Regions from separate parts of the Danio rerio genome. Here region 2 is linked to region 1. The links are chromatin contacts, called in public Micro-C maps. All regions are on one chromosome and are shown on one strand. Each heading gives the region's core, a stretch centred on a gene start, on an enhancer-like site or on the middle of the called end of the contact. The rest is flanking DNA. Distances are from core to core; before and after follow the strand shown.

Region 1 (6,737 bases), core at 1,409-3,908:
ATTGTGACCTTTACTACTGTTATAATGGTTCAAAAAACATTGAGGGAAAACTGCAGGATAACTTCTCTTATTAAAAGCTTCTTTTTAAATCAACAGCAGATTTCAATATTCTTAATAGAAGCTTGGACTAATGCTTTCAATCTGTACATGTTGTGTTTTTGATTACAGATGACTCAAACTTAAAGTGCATCAGATTACTTGTAAACATTGGCTGTGATTTAGTCACATTATGCAGTTGTTTTTTTTAGAAACGAATACGCTGGTTTGGACAGACCATAGCATTATTTTTCCTACTTACAACAAAGTGTCTTTATATTTACTCTTTCATATGCAAGTAACTGAAAAAGGTCAATTAAACAGTGCTTTGAATTCATTGTGAGGGAATTTGGCAGCAAATTCATCACTAATGTGTTGCTTGTGCGCGCACACACAAAACTGCAGTTAATATTTTGCCAGCTATCAAACTAATACTAATAAAAGAAAGAGTGAGGATGAGAAGCAGGTACACGATCTAATGGAGCAGAAATGTTTCACCTGCCTGCGTTCCCGGGCGGATTGGAAACAGGCCAATGTTACTGAATGTCACAGTGCGTCGTCTTATGTGTGTGTCTTTCTTGTTTGCGTTTGTAAGCACGCACACAGTCATATTTAAATGTCTGACAGTGAGATTTATCTCTTGTTAGAGCCGTGTCTGTGGAATCAGCAGCATGACTTTTCCTCAAATAAACCTCATTCTGACCTTCCGGCTTGCCATGGTGGATTTTAGAGCTTAAATGTCCCCTGAAATGCTAAGATTTGTTCAATGCTGACACAATTTCAACTAAAATAAGGCAGGGTTGGAGATACTGAGTAGCTCCTCCTATTTTACAAATAGCCAATAGGATTTTGTTTATATCACACAGCTTGCCAGTCATGAGATCCACAGTTATATATATATATATATATCAATGCATGTGCAAATTTATTACAACATATCGTAAAACATGCAGCAATCTATTAAGTTTCAATTAATATTTATATCTATGTAAAATTGATTTAGATAATGCTCATTCTTCCATGGCGGGGCGCCACACCAAAATTCATACCGCCACGCATAAATTACAGCTTCTCATTCAAAACATTCAATCGTACTATTTTAATAGCGGGTGATAATCGCACCAAAACATATGAAAAGGTAAGTGAATTATAACAGCTCAAACTTTTCTGTAACCGTAGTAGTGCTGTGTGTCATTTGTTTAACCATTAAAGGTGACGTGCTGACTGAGTGACTGACAGGTGCGTGATGTGTGAGGCCAGCGAAAACGACGTAGCTTTCAGTTAAGATGAACACAGTTTCCAAAATTATACTTAAAGGTCTATGGTTCTGCATACAATATCTCTATCTTGCCATTTTCAAAACACCTCTCGGGCATGCAAGTGCAGCTCCTATCTCTTCAAATGAAGAAACATCAAATTCCTTAAAACGCTTTGCCATGCTCACAAATAAATTTAATACGTGGAATCATCAAAGACAGTTCATCGAAATTTGCTCATTAATTTTGTTTGTAAATGTTAGAATCAGGACAAAAAACATGGCACCATCCTGCCTACGGTCAAAGAGCTTAGAACCACCAAGAGGCGACACTCAATAGGACGTTCCATTGCAACAGCAGCACCCAGCAACAGCCGTCCATTGGATCTTTTTGCTGTCGCAATGTCTGCTTTGTTTTTTATTTATTTATTTTTTTAAAAAGATAAAGAGATACAACCTGAAAGACAATAATACAACACTTACTATCACAGTCATCAGCACTTTTAATAGTTTATTTAACAGACTTATAATATGCTATTGTTCTATTGAAATTTTCATTCCAAAATGGCCACTGCGTGACTCTAGCAGCATCTAGCGGCTGTTTAATAAAATCACAATAGAGTGTCGCCTCTAGGTGATTCTATACTCTTTGCAACGTTTCAGGCTGGTGGTGGTGGTGTAATGGTGTGGGGGATATTTTCTTTAGTACCAATTGAGCATCATGTCAATACCACAGCCTACCTGAGTACTGTTGCTGACCATGTCCATCCCTTTCTGACCCCAGTGTACTCATCTTCTGATGGCTACTTCCATTAGGATAATGCACCATGTCAAAGCGTAAATCATCTAAACACTGCTTTCTTGAACATGACAATGAGTTCACTGTACTCAAATGGCCTCCACAGTCACCAGACCTCAATCCAATAGAGCACATTTGGTAAGTGGTGGAACGGGAGATTCGCATCATGAATGAGCAGCCAAATACAAATCTGCAGCAACTGTGTGATGCTATTATGTCAAAATAGAGCAAAATCTCTGAGGAATATTTCCAGTATCCTGTTGAATCTATGCCACGAAGGATTACGGCAGTTCTGAATGCAAAAGGGGTCCAACCCGGTACTAGTAAGGTGTACCTAATAAAGTGGCCAGTGAGCGTAGATAACCTTAAGACTAACATATTGATACTAACACAAAAAAAAATTCTTTAAATGTGCAGTGCTGGGGGTCTGGTTTGATCACAGGTAGTGTAATTACGCCACTCCCAGCGCTAAAACAGCCCGCAGCGAGCGCTCTCTGCAACAGGATGCATTCCTCAGCGACAGCAAGACAAGGAAATTGCCACCTAACCTCGACCACATGACAAGGAGAGAGCGAGCGGAGGAACACACACGTGCACGCGCGCAGACGCACACAAACACACATGCATGACCCAGATCAAGGCGAACAGACAATGCGCGCAGATGCACACACTGATTCGCCGCCCACAAAATGTCAGTCGACGGTACGAATCCCGTCATTACTAGATCACCGCGCGTTATGAGGGATTGTGTCATGCATTATTCAGTCTAGTGTAGCCATAAAGACAGCATGGGCGGTACGTGAGGACTATTGAATATCAACTTGTGCATGAATGAAGGTGGGATTTCACCACACTGTGTTTTTCCCCATAATCAAACCTGTCTGCAGTAGGATTATGAGCTGTTTTGGTGCGGATCAAAGGGGTGTGTGAGTGTGTGTGTGTGTGTGTGTGTTTGTCTGTGTCTGTATGAACACGCAAATGTGTGCAAAGGTGAGACAAAGACGCCTAGCAGACATTCGAGGAAACACAGAAAGGGTAATCTGAGCTCCTGCGGCGTCCCGTCAGAAATAAAAGCCGGTTTACTCACTTTGCTGTGGATTCTTCATCATATTTCGTCTTCAGTTCGTGGAGTTCTGCCTGAGTTGCTTCAAGTGCTGCATTAAAAATGTAAAGCCAGTGTCAGTAAAATTCAACTACGCCAAGTGACGTGTGTGTAATTGCAAAAACATTTAACATGATGGTGGATGCTTTAGCAAACCTGTTTGTAAGGACTGTGTTTTCACATCCGAGTCTTCTGTCCTGCTCTCCTGGCTCTGCTCTGGCTGACTGTACAGACACACAGGACACAATTAAAACAGTTTCCTAATATACAGCTCAAGTCAAAATGATTAGCCCTCCTGTGACTTTTCCTTTATCAAATATTTCCCAAATGATGTTTAACAGAGTCAGAACATTTTCAAAGTATTTCCTATAATATTTTTTTTCTTCTAGAGAAAGTATTTTTTGAGTTATTTTAGCTAGAATTTCATTTTTTAAATCCAGTTTTACCCTTTTAAAAGGCATCATAATCAGGTTGACCTTTTATCCATAGGTTATCATTATTATCTTAATTGCTTATTACTATTACTATCAGAGTTGTGTTAGCATATTATAAAATACAAGATGTGGGCCAAAAAATATTTCCAAGGAGTGCACTTTAAAGAGTTAAGGTCAATATTATTATCCCCCTTAAGCTTAAATATTTTTCGATAGTCTACTGAACAAACCATCGCTTTGCAATGACTTGCCTAATAACCCTAACTTGCCTAATTAATTTAGCTAAGGCCTTTAAATGTCACTTTAAGCTGTATACTAGTCTCTTAAAAAATATCTATAAAAAATATTATTTACTGTCATCATGACAAAGATAAAATAAATCAGTTATCAGAAATGAGTTATTAAAACTATTATGTTTAGAAATGTCTTGGAAAATTTTTTTTATTTCCGAACTGGTGGTATTACGTACTTTTAATGATTATATATTTTTCAAATGTGGATATAAACCTATATTCTTAAACTTGGCCATCTATTGTGGTGCTGGCGTTATAAAGATCACTGTTTTAGTACAATATCAAAAAAGATATTATTTTTTGCTATTACTATTTTTGTCATTATTTAAAGGTATTACAAATTTTTCTTGCATTTGAATTAATATTTATTTTATTTTTTTATTTTAAAATTTTAAAAATTTTTCACACAATTTATATATTTTAGTACAACTTAAACTAAATTTAATTAAGCCGTTGTTAGTTTTTTCATTTCTGTTTAAGGTTTCTAGTTTCTTGTTTCCTAAAACAACGTTGAAATAGGGCTAGGTGATAAACAATATTACATCGAATTGTGATAAAACATGTCAATAACAATGATAAGCTCTAGACCTTTTACACTAGAGCCAATTACACAGAAGAAATGTGCAACAATGGGAATCTAAAATAGATTAAAGATTTTTGCTAATATTATGATATTTACAATTATTAGCCCCCTTTTGAATTTTTTTTTTTTTTTTTTAAGGTTAAGGGAATTTTCACAGCATGTTGGATAATATTTTTTCTTCTGGAGAAAGTCTTATTTGTTTTATTTTAGCTAGAATAAAAGCTGTTTTTAATTTTTTAAACACCATTTTAAGTACAAAATTATAAGCCCCTTTAAGCTATTTTTTTTTTTTACTGTCAACAACTGATATCGAAATATATATCTTTATTATTCAATATGACAAATAACTATTGAGATTACATTTTTGCCATATCGCCCAACCTTACTATGAAACGATTTTAATTTTATGTTCATGGACAAAATCCTAAACTAATACAAAATAAACAATTACTGTATAATTCCAGTAAAACAGTTAAATTCTGTAAAGTGACCTTGAATTTAACTACAATACACAAATGATTAATAATAATACATAATAATAATCCTAATTATCATCACTGTTGTTTTGTCATTGACAATTGTCATATGGATATTGTTATTTATAAATAATAATAATCATGAAATATATAAAATAATATAATATAATGATAATCATGTAATACATGATAATCTGTAATAAATAGTTTCTCAACCTACCAGCAATGCCTCCAAATTCTAAGTATTCAACCCACTACATTTTGAAACCGAGCTTATGACTTCACACAATCAGGAAGATTAATGCAGTGCGGGATTTGCGCAACGGTCAGGCTAACCTCTCCTTGTCTGCATAGTTGTTTGGAAGGTTTTCTCCTTTGCTTTGCCTCTCTTCTCTTTCTGATGAGTCCAAGTTCGGCTCGACAGCCTCCTCTGTGTTCTTGGCCTGCAGAGAACGCTCATACTGCTCCAGCTTCTCTTTAAGTGCTTTAATAGTGACTTCTGAAGAAAGAAAAGCAAGATAAAAAGACATCAGGGCATAAATAGAGGGCCTGGGTGTGCGTGTGGTTTATATTTTGTCCATATTATGAAGCCCACATGTCCCAGAAGGAAACCCTAAATCAGCCAAGAAGAAAACCGCTTAATAAACATACCAAATTACATCTTTAAGGAACAATTGGTCCAAAAATGAACAATCTGTCATCATTTACTCAGCCTCAAGTCATTTAAAACCCATGTAACTTTAGCGGAAGACAAAAGGAGCAATGAAGACTGTGACACTTACAAAGAATGAGGACTGAAGCCTCGACAAGACACTAAAGTGCCATAAAGCTAGTCCATATGACAATATTCCAAGTCGTTTGAAAGCACATGACAGCTTTGTGTGAAAACAAACCAAAATTTAAGCCATTTTTCATGAGCAATCAGACTCTATGATCCAGTTTGAGCAGCTCTCGAAGTAACAGCCCACTTGAGGGAAGATTGTAAGTGAATAATCGCTCACATTTCAGTCTGCTTCTCCATCCAGAGCTGAATTCAGAAGAGTTAGACCTGCAAGATTCTGAATAAACTAAGAAAAGAGATCACGATTGCTTTAAAATACCTAAAGAGGTAAATTATTAAATTAATAAGCTTATAAGAGGGTCAGACAAAATGTAGCAGTCCATTTTAAACAATAATAATTTCAAGAAATTCAGTTTTGATCCTTTAAAAGGTGACTCTACTCTCATAACTTATCCATTGTTTCATTACTGGATGAATCAGCCTTTTTGAACAAATATCGTATACAGTTCGGTTCAAAGACGGTTCAAAGACTCACCTGTGAAGTCTTCACTTGTTTTGTTACTGGATGAACTGCTTTAGAACAATTAACTTGAATGAATGATTGAATGACTCACTCAGAAAGACTTCACTTGTTTTGTTATTGGATGAATCAACATTTTCCATCGCATCTATTGAATGAATTATTCAGTAACTTTCTCAAAAAAACTTCACTTGCTTTGTTAAAGGATGCATTTAGAACGATTCTCTTGAACGAACAATTCAATGACTCACTCAAAGATTGTGTTGTTTCTGATGAAACAACATATTTAAATGATTCCTATGAATAAGCTTACTCCAATTACTCCCTCACAAGAACTTCACTTGTTTTGTTAATGGATGAAACAATATTTTTCATTGAATCTATTGAATGAATTTTTCAGTGACCCTCTTATAAGGACTTTGATTCTTTAGTTGATGGATGCATTTAGAACGATTCTT
Region 2 (6,737 bases), core at 2,486-4,985, 59 kb after region 1:
GTCCCGTGCTTGCAGAGCAGTTATTTAAACAAAACCCCATTGGTTATTTTGTAAAAAGGGGAGGAGCTACGAAATATGTCCCGCCCTTGCAGAGCAGTTTTCTAACAAAACCCTAATGGTTATTTTGTAAAAAGGGGAGGAGCTACTCAATTAGACTTGCCCTGTCAGAGCAGTTAATTAAACATAACTCTATTGGTTATTTTGTAAAAAGGGGAGGAGCAACTTGATATATCTCGCCCTGACAGAGCAGGGAGATAAACGAAACCCTATTGGCTATTTTGTAAAATGGGAGAAGCGACTTAATATATCCAAACCCTGTAGATCAGTGATATAAACAAAACCCTATTGGGTATTTTGTAAAAAGAGGAGGTGCTACTCAATATGTCCCGCCCTAGCAGAGCAGTCATATAAACAAAGCCCTATTTGCTATTTGTAAAAAGGAGGGGAGCTACTCAATGTCTCGCCCTTAAAGAGCAGTGATATAAACAAAACCCTTTTGGATATTTTGTAAAATGGGGAGGAGCTACTCAATACATCCCGCCCTGGCAGAGCAGTTATATAAAAAAAAAACCTATTCGCTACTTTGTAAAAGGGGAGGAGCTACTCAATATGTCTTGCCCTGGAAGATCAGTTCTGTATACAAAACCCTATTACATATTTTGTAAATAGAGGAGGAGCAACTCAATGTTTCGCCCTTGAAAAACACTTATATAAACAAAACCCTACTGGTTATTTTGCAAAAAGGGGAGGAGCTACTTAATATGTCTCGTCCCAACAAAGCAGTTATATAAGCAATTCCTATTGGTAATTTTTTTTAAGGGGAGGAGCTACACAATGTCCCACCCTGGCAGATCAGTGATATAAACAAAACCCTATTGGATATTTTGTAAAAATGGGAGGAGCTACTCATTATGTCCTGCTCTGTCTTTATGTTTCAATTGAAATTGCGTGAACTGTCGGAAAAAAAAGCAGCGCATTTCAAGGCACAGCAAGGCACGTCACAAGCCGGCCAAAAAAATGAAACAAGGCCGATCGTCCGCCAAGACTATAAATATATACACACACAACAATTTGTTACAGCTGAGAAGACATCTGTTTCACAGCGTCTGGACGCCGAGCGTGAACTACACTCGCCGTTTAATATAAAACATCAATTTGGTGGATAGGTTTTCAGGCCGTACTGATTCAAGATCAGTATTGAGATTGAGGGACAGAATTGCAGGGAGACTGCCAGCCCACCTCCCTCAGGAGACTCGCACAGGCCACAAATCAGTTTAATGTTTCACTGACAGCCATGGCTGTTCACAGGAGGGACCACAACTGAGCAAAGTCCCCCGAACGCCCCCACCGCTGCCGCTGAATAAAGTCAAATTCAAGTCTGCTCTCCTCAGACATTCAGATCCAAGGAGAGAAAACACAGCTCTGTGTGGAAAGAATGAACGAAAGAAAGTCGATGCAATCTGTGAACAGGAGCGACTGGCTATGGGATTGTGGAACCCAGAGGTTGATTATAAAAAAATATATATTTTTTTTAATATTTTCTGCTTTTTAGTCAATGTATTATGTTTATTATACAGTGGTCCCTCGCTATAATGCTGTTTATCTTTCGTGGCCTCGCAGTTTTGCAGATTTTTTTGGTGCAAAATGTTTTTGTTTTTTCTTTTGCTTTTTTAACAGTGCATAGTGTTCTGCATCCTGATTGGCTGTAGACCATTGTCAATCATTCTCCTTCATGTCTCCTGTACAGTACAGAATGCGTTCAGCTGGCCAAATGAACACATTTTCGATCGCTAGCAGTGTGAGTTTCAACAAAAAGGATTGCAACTGTCTGCAGCAAGAGCATCGTAAAAGGGAAGACACATCGGCTACGCCTCTCCACGTAGTGCGATGCATTTTAAAATTGTAAACATGCAGTACGTTTATATCAGATTTCACACACCGGTGCACCAAGTCAGTGGCTGTCTGCTGCACACAGCTACGACTCAGGACACTGTTCATGATTTAGAGCGCCATCTGAATAGTTTCATTTTAAATAACATCTTATGTGTCTCAACTGCGCAACTGTCATGTGCGTAGCCCATCGGCTGTGCGACCCCCTTAAGGATGGAGTCTGCTTTAGTTTTGAGGATCACTAATTGCAAGAAAAAAAGAACATTACGCTGAATGCCAACATTATCCACACAAAAGCTAAAAAGCTTATTTTAATGTCTAAAAATAAGTCCAGAAAATGTCTGCCTGAAAAAAAGTGTATAGAGTGTGTAGTGAGGGCTTATATTGTAATAAAAAAAATAATAAAGCTGACTACTTTTACAAAATTAAGGGAGTTTTTAGGGAGAAATAACAAAACACGATGGTTGTGGGAGATTGGTCTGTAATACAGGAGACTCCTGGTAAAAACAGTAGTATTGGCAGGTATGCTTACCAATTTAATAATAATTTGATTAGTTTTAATTAGAAATTAGGCTGTTATAATCTTCAAAGGGCTTATTATGCATCCTGTCACCACCTTGTGGATGGACGACGTCATCCGTCTTTGGTCAGATCAGTATGGCAGGCTAATGGCCACCGACGCGTTCTCTCTCAGAAATTATATATATATATAAAAATAGGCACTATCCTTATAAATAAACTGCATAGATGCAATCTAAAGAACTACATTATCGACTAAAAAAACCTCAAAAGTACATTATGTTGTCCAACAGCAGCAATATGTCAAACTGTAAAGTGTCCTCTGCTCGATGTACAGTATGTGGGCGGAGTAATACAGAAGAGTGAGGAGGCTGTACAATTGCTGTTATTGCAAAATAATGCAACCAGACAGAACTGTTGTATGTATGTGTGTGTGTGTGTGTGTGTGTGTGTGTGTGTGTGTGTGTGTGTGTGTGTGTGTGTGTGTGTGTGTGTGTGTGTGTGTGTGTGTGTGTGTGTGTATATAAAATATAGTACATGACTTATTTTAAGTATTTAAGGTTACAATAATAAAAAATGTATTATTATTAATAATAGTTAATTTTATTATTATTATTATTGTCATTATTGTTATTATTACTTTAAAATTAATATATTTTATTATTTTATTAACTATATTTTTATTATTATTTAATTGTTGGAAACAAAATTAAGAAAAAATTATAATAATATAACTAAGAACAAATAATAATAATAATAATAATAATAATAATAATAATAATAATAATCATAACAATAACTATAAAAACTATTATAACTACATCAATGAATCACATTTACAGCCCTAAAAACACAACCAGGGTTTTTCTTTCTTCCATTTTACCTACGTATTTTACATTTTTGTCCAAAAAAAGAAAAAAGAAATAGCAGGTATATTTCATGTCAAAATTGTTGCTTTGTCTCTGTATAAAAGAAATGTTACATTTCATTTAGTAATATAACAAGCTTGTAAATTACTTTATGAAAGTTCAGTTTGGAGTGTAAAAGGAGCCGTGTAGTTTGAACAAGAGGAAAATGTTCTAGAGATAATATGTGCTTATAAAGTACAGACTGTATGCGTTTGAAAAGGACAGCCAGTGTTGAGCTTGTGTTAGCCTGTAGATGAGAAACTACAGGAGCTAGTAACAGAGCCTGTGTTAGCATGTAAAGGAGAAGCTGTGTCTGTTTGGATGAGGAGAGACTGTGCCTGTATGAGGAGGTCAGAGCGAGCGGGCCGCTGTAGCAGAGGGAGCGCAGAGAGCGTAAACACATTAACGTCACAGTGCTGCTGTTCGCTCGGCTGCATTCACAGACTCTGACTCATCAGGGCTGGAATGGGAAACAGAGGACACTGGCAAAGGGGAGGCCCAGCGCAGTCACATACACACATGAGCACACATAGCATTACACACACTCACACTCAATAACTTAGACATGTAAATACATTATGGAGATGATACTGAATTATATATTCAAAATTTGAACTATATAATAATAATACAAGCTATTTAAATATATATCAATGTAAATATGTATAAAAATATATTATACATAACATAATAAATATAATCGAAATTTGTAATCATTTTTAATTATTTGTATATACACAATTTTTAGAATACATTTTCATGACGTAATGTTTCATGTAATGTCTACATATACATGATAAATAATAAGAAAAACACAGTGTGTGTGTGTGTGTGTGTGTGTATATATATATATATATATATATATATATATATATATATATATATATATATATATATATATATATATATATGAACTAGATCTGTATATTAAATGTTTAATATTTAAAATGTATTAATATTTATATTTATAAAAAATGTAAAAATAATTATGTTCAAAAATTTAAGTATTTTATATTTATATAAATTGTGTGAATATCTGCAAAACTTCTGCAAGAAAAAATATTTTTTTAAAAATATAATAAATAAAAGTAGTCTTTTTATAAAAAAAAATCATTTTAAACCAAATGTTATGCTATAGATTTATTTATATATACTCAAATAATTGATAAATAATGCATTTAGGCATTTAAGTAATTTATTTATATAAATTGAACATTTTTGTAACATTGTGTGTGTGTGTGTGTGTGTGTGTGTGTGTGTGTGTGTGTGTGTGTGTGTGTGTGTGTGTGTGTGTCTGTGTCTTATATCTGCATATAAGAAAAGTTTAATAAAAACGTATAAATATCTAGCATTAACAATAAAGAAATTATATATCATATTCAAATATAATAAAAAAATTAAATATATATGTGTGTGTGTGTGTGTTTGTGAATTAGATTTGTATATAAAATTTTAATATTTAAAATGCAATAGTAATTAATATTTATAACAAAATTTAAATAGTCTTAAGAATTTTAGGTATTTTATATTTATATAAATTGTGTGAATATCTGCTTAACACAAGAAAAATAATAATAAAAATTTGCAATTTATAATATATAAAAGTTGTCTTTATACACAAACAAATGTTCATTTTAAAATCAAATGTTATGATATAATATGTAAATACAGTGAATTCTTTTAAATTTTAAACTGCACAAATCTAAATATATAAATAGACTACTATATATATATATATATATATATATATATATATATATATATATACATATATATATACATACATACATACATACATACACACACACATGTATATATATATATAGCTATTAACTATTAATAGCATAAGTATAATATATATATGGAGGAAAAACTAATAATAAAAACAAATAATATGAATGCAGCAACACTTAAAACTATAGAGCATTCTGCACACCATGTCTAAAACATCCACACAGCTACGATTCAGAACAGTCATCTGGAAAGTATCTGAAGAGTCTAAAACCTATGTTGTGTAGTCCTGCGTGACATTAGAGGTTTACTAGCTGGTTTTACGTCCCGTTACAAGCATCACACTTTACACAGTCTTTCATTAGGGGGAGCTGTAAACGTCAACAGCCATTACCTCATCTCCGAGAGCAGAGTCACATGGCCAGCATGACATCAGTTAGTGCTCCACACGCACACACACAACTAACTTACACCTTCCTACGCCTGCCTATTTCTCTCTCACTATAAACAAGGTTTCTGCAGGTGCAAGCGGTCCGGTGGAAATTTTAGTCCCGGTTCGCCCATCGACAGAAACAATATTATCATACACAATAATGGCTTTTCTGTGTTCGGCAAAGCGCAGATTCCATTACAGCTAAAAGCAAACAGTGATGCTGTTGAGTCATGCCCGTTAAGCGCTATAAATACAGACCTGCTCTGTGCTAATGGTCTGTAGCCTTGGCACCTCCAACCGCAGGTGGCAGATGGAGTGACGGGCAGAGACCCGGGCACAGGGCAGGGCGGGTGAAGGAGTGGGGCCTGCCCGGTCCATACATCCCATCTCGCTTTTCGCCATTGTCACTCAGCGCCGGTGTAAATATGGCAGCTCCACCCAAATAAAGAGATGACAGGAATTATTGTCGCATTAGACAGACGGCCTTGGCTGCGGGTGCTTAAAATATCCCATGCAAAAAATAAGTCTAAAATTTAATGGTTCCTGGAGAAGATGCCAGACCTCTTGCGCCACACTCAAGAGTTTCAGAGCTTTAGGGCTGGATTTTGATTGGTTCTCATTTTCATGAACCAATATTGATACCTCAATCCCACTCAGTCTACATCAATACTTTCAACTACCCTTACCAGCTGGCCTCCGTTATACTTGCACACCAACGTGACCCCTTAAAGGGATAGTTCACACAAAAATGTAAATTCTCTGATCAATTGGAAGAACTGATGTCTTACTGATTTTTTATATTTGATACAATAACTTTCTGACTAATATGCGCCTAAAAAGTCAATTCTGTCATAATTTGTGAGGTTTACCAACAGAACTGGCCCCAACACACTCATCCGGGTCACGGCACCACTTTAAACAAATTGTCCAAACACAACTGAAACTGGAATCTCCACAAAAGAAGTTGGGCATTTTAACAACAAGCTTAGTGCTTTTTTATTTTAATATCCACTTTAAAATTAAAAAACATTTTATAATGAAATTCATACAATTACTACGGTTTTTGTGCTCTTTAATGTAGGGTAACAGAATGCTTCAAAGCTTTTAGAACAAGCATCACTTACACCATTAGTTATAGCACAAAATAAGCATCCCTTAAAAGCAGATGCTGACAGACACAAAACAACTGACCATTGAAAGACTGCAGTTAAATACGATGCAAACCCTGTCAAGAAATGTTATATTCAGAAAAGCCG

The links. Hi-C and Micro-C count contacts between places; a contact is called where the count stands out from the background.
Region 2: a contact with region 1 is called in a Micro-C map of caudal fin, with 1.9 times the contacts expected there. The contact joins two enhancer-like sites. A contact is called at or near these places in 2 of 18 Hi-C or Micro-C datasets (caudal fin and hematopoietic stem cells).

What each region holds. Positions count from the first base shown.
Region 1 is chr10:38,006,628-38,013,364 of GRCz12tu, forward strand. cux1a (cut-like homeobox 1a) reads right to left here. Exons shown (of 24, transcript XM_073914978.1): 6 at 5,315-5,477; 7 at 3,349-3,416; 8 at 3,178-3,244. Among named protein-coding and RNA genes, the nearest start is that of dnajc30a, 110 kb to the left of the region's middle. Within about 2 kb of position 2,659, at least 12 of the 62 cell types and tissues checked have an H3K27ac peak or open chromatin away from gene starts, as enhancers often do. A contact at or near this core is called in caudal fin, where this site is marked.
Region 2 is chr10:38,064,901-38,071,637 of GRCz12tu, forward strand. All of the region lies in intron 2 of cux1a (cut-like homeobox 1a), which reads right to left. Among named protein-coding and RNA genes, the nearest start is that of cux1a, 88 kb to the right of the region's middle. Within about 2 kb of position 3,736, at least 48 of the 62 cell types and tissues checked have an H3K27ac peak or open chromatin away from gene starts, as enhancers often do. A contact at or near this core is called in caudal fin, where this site is marked.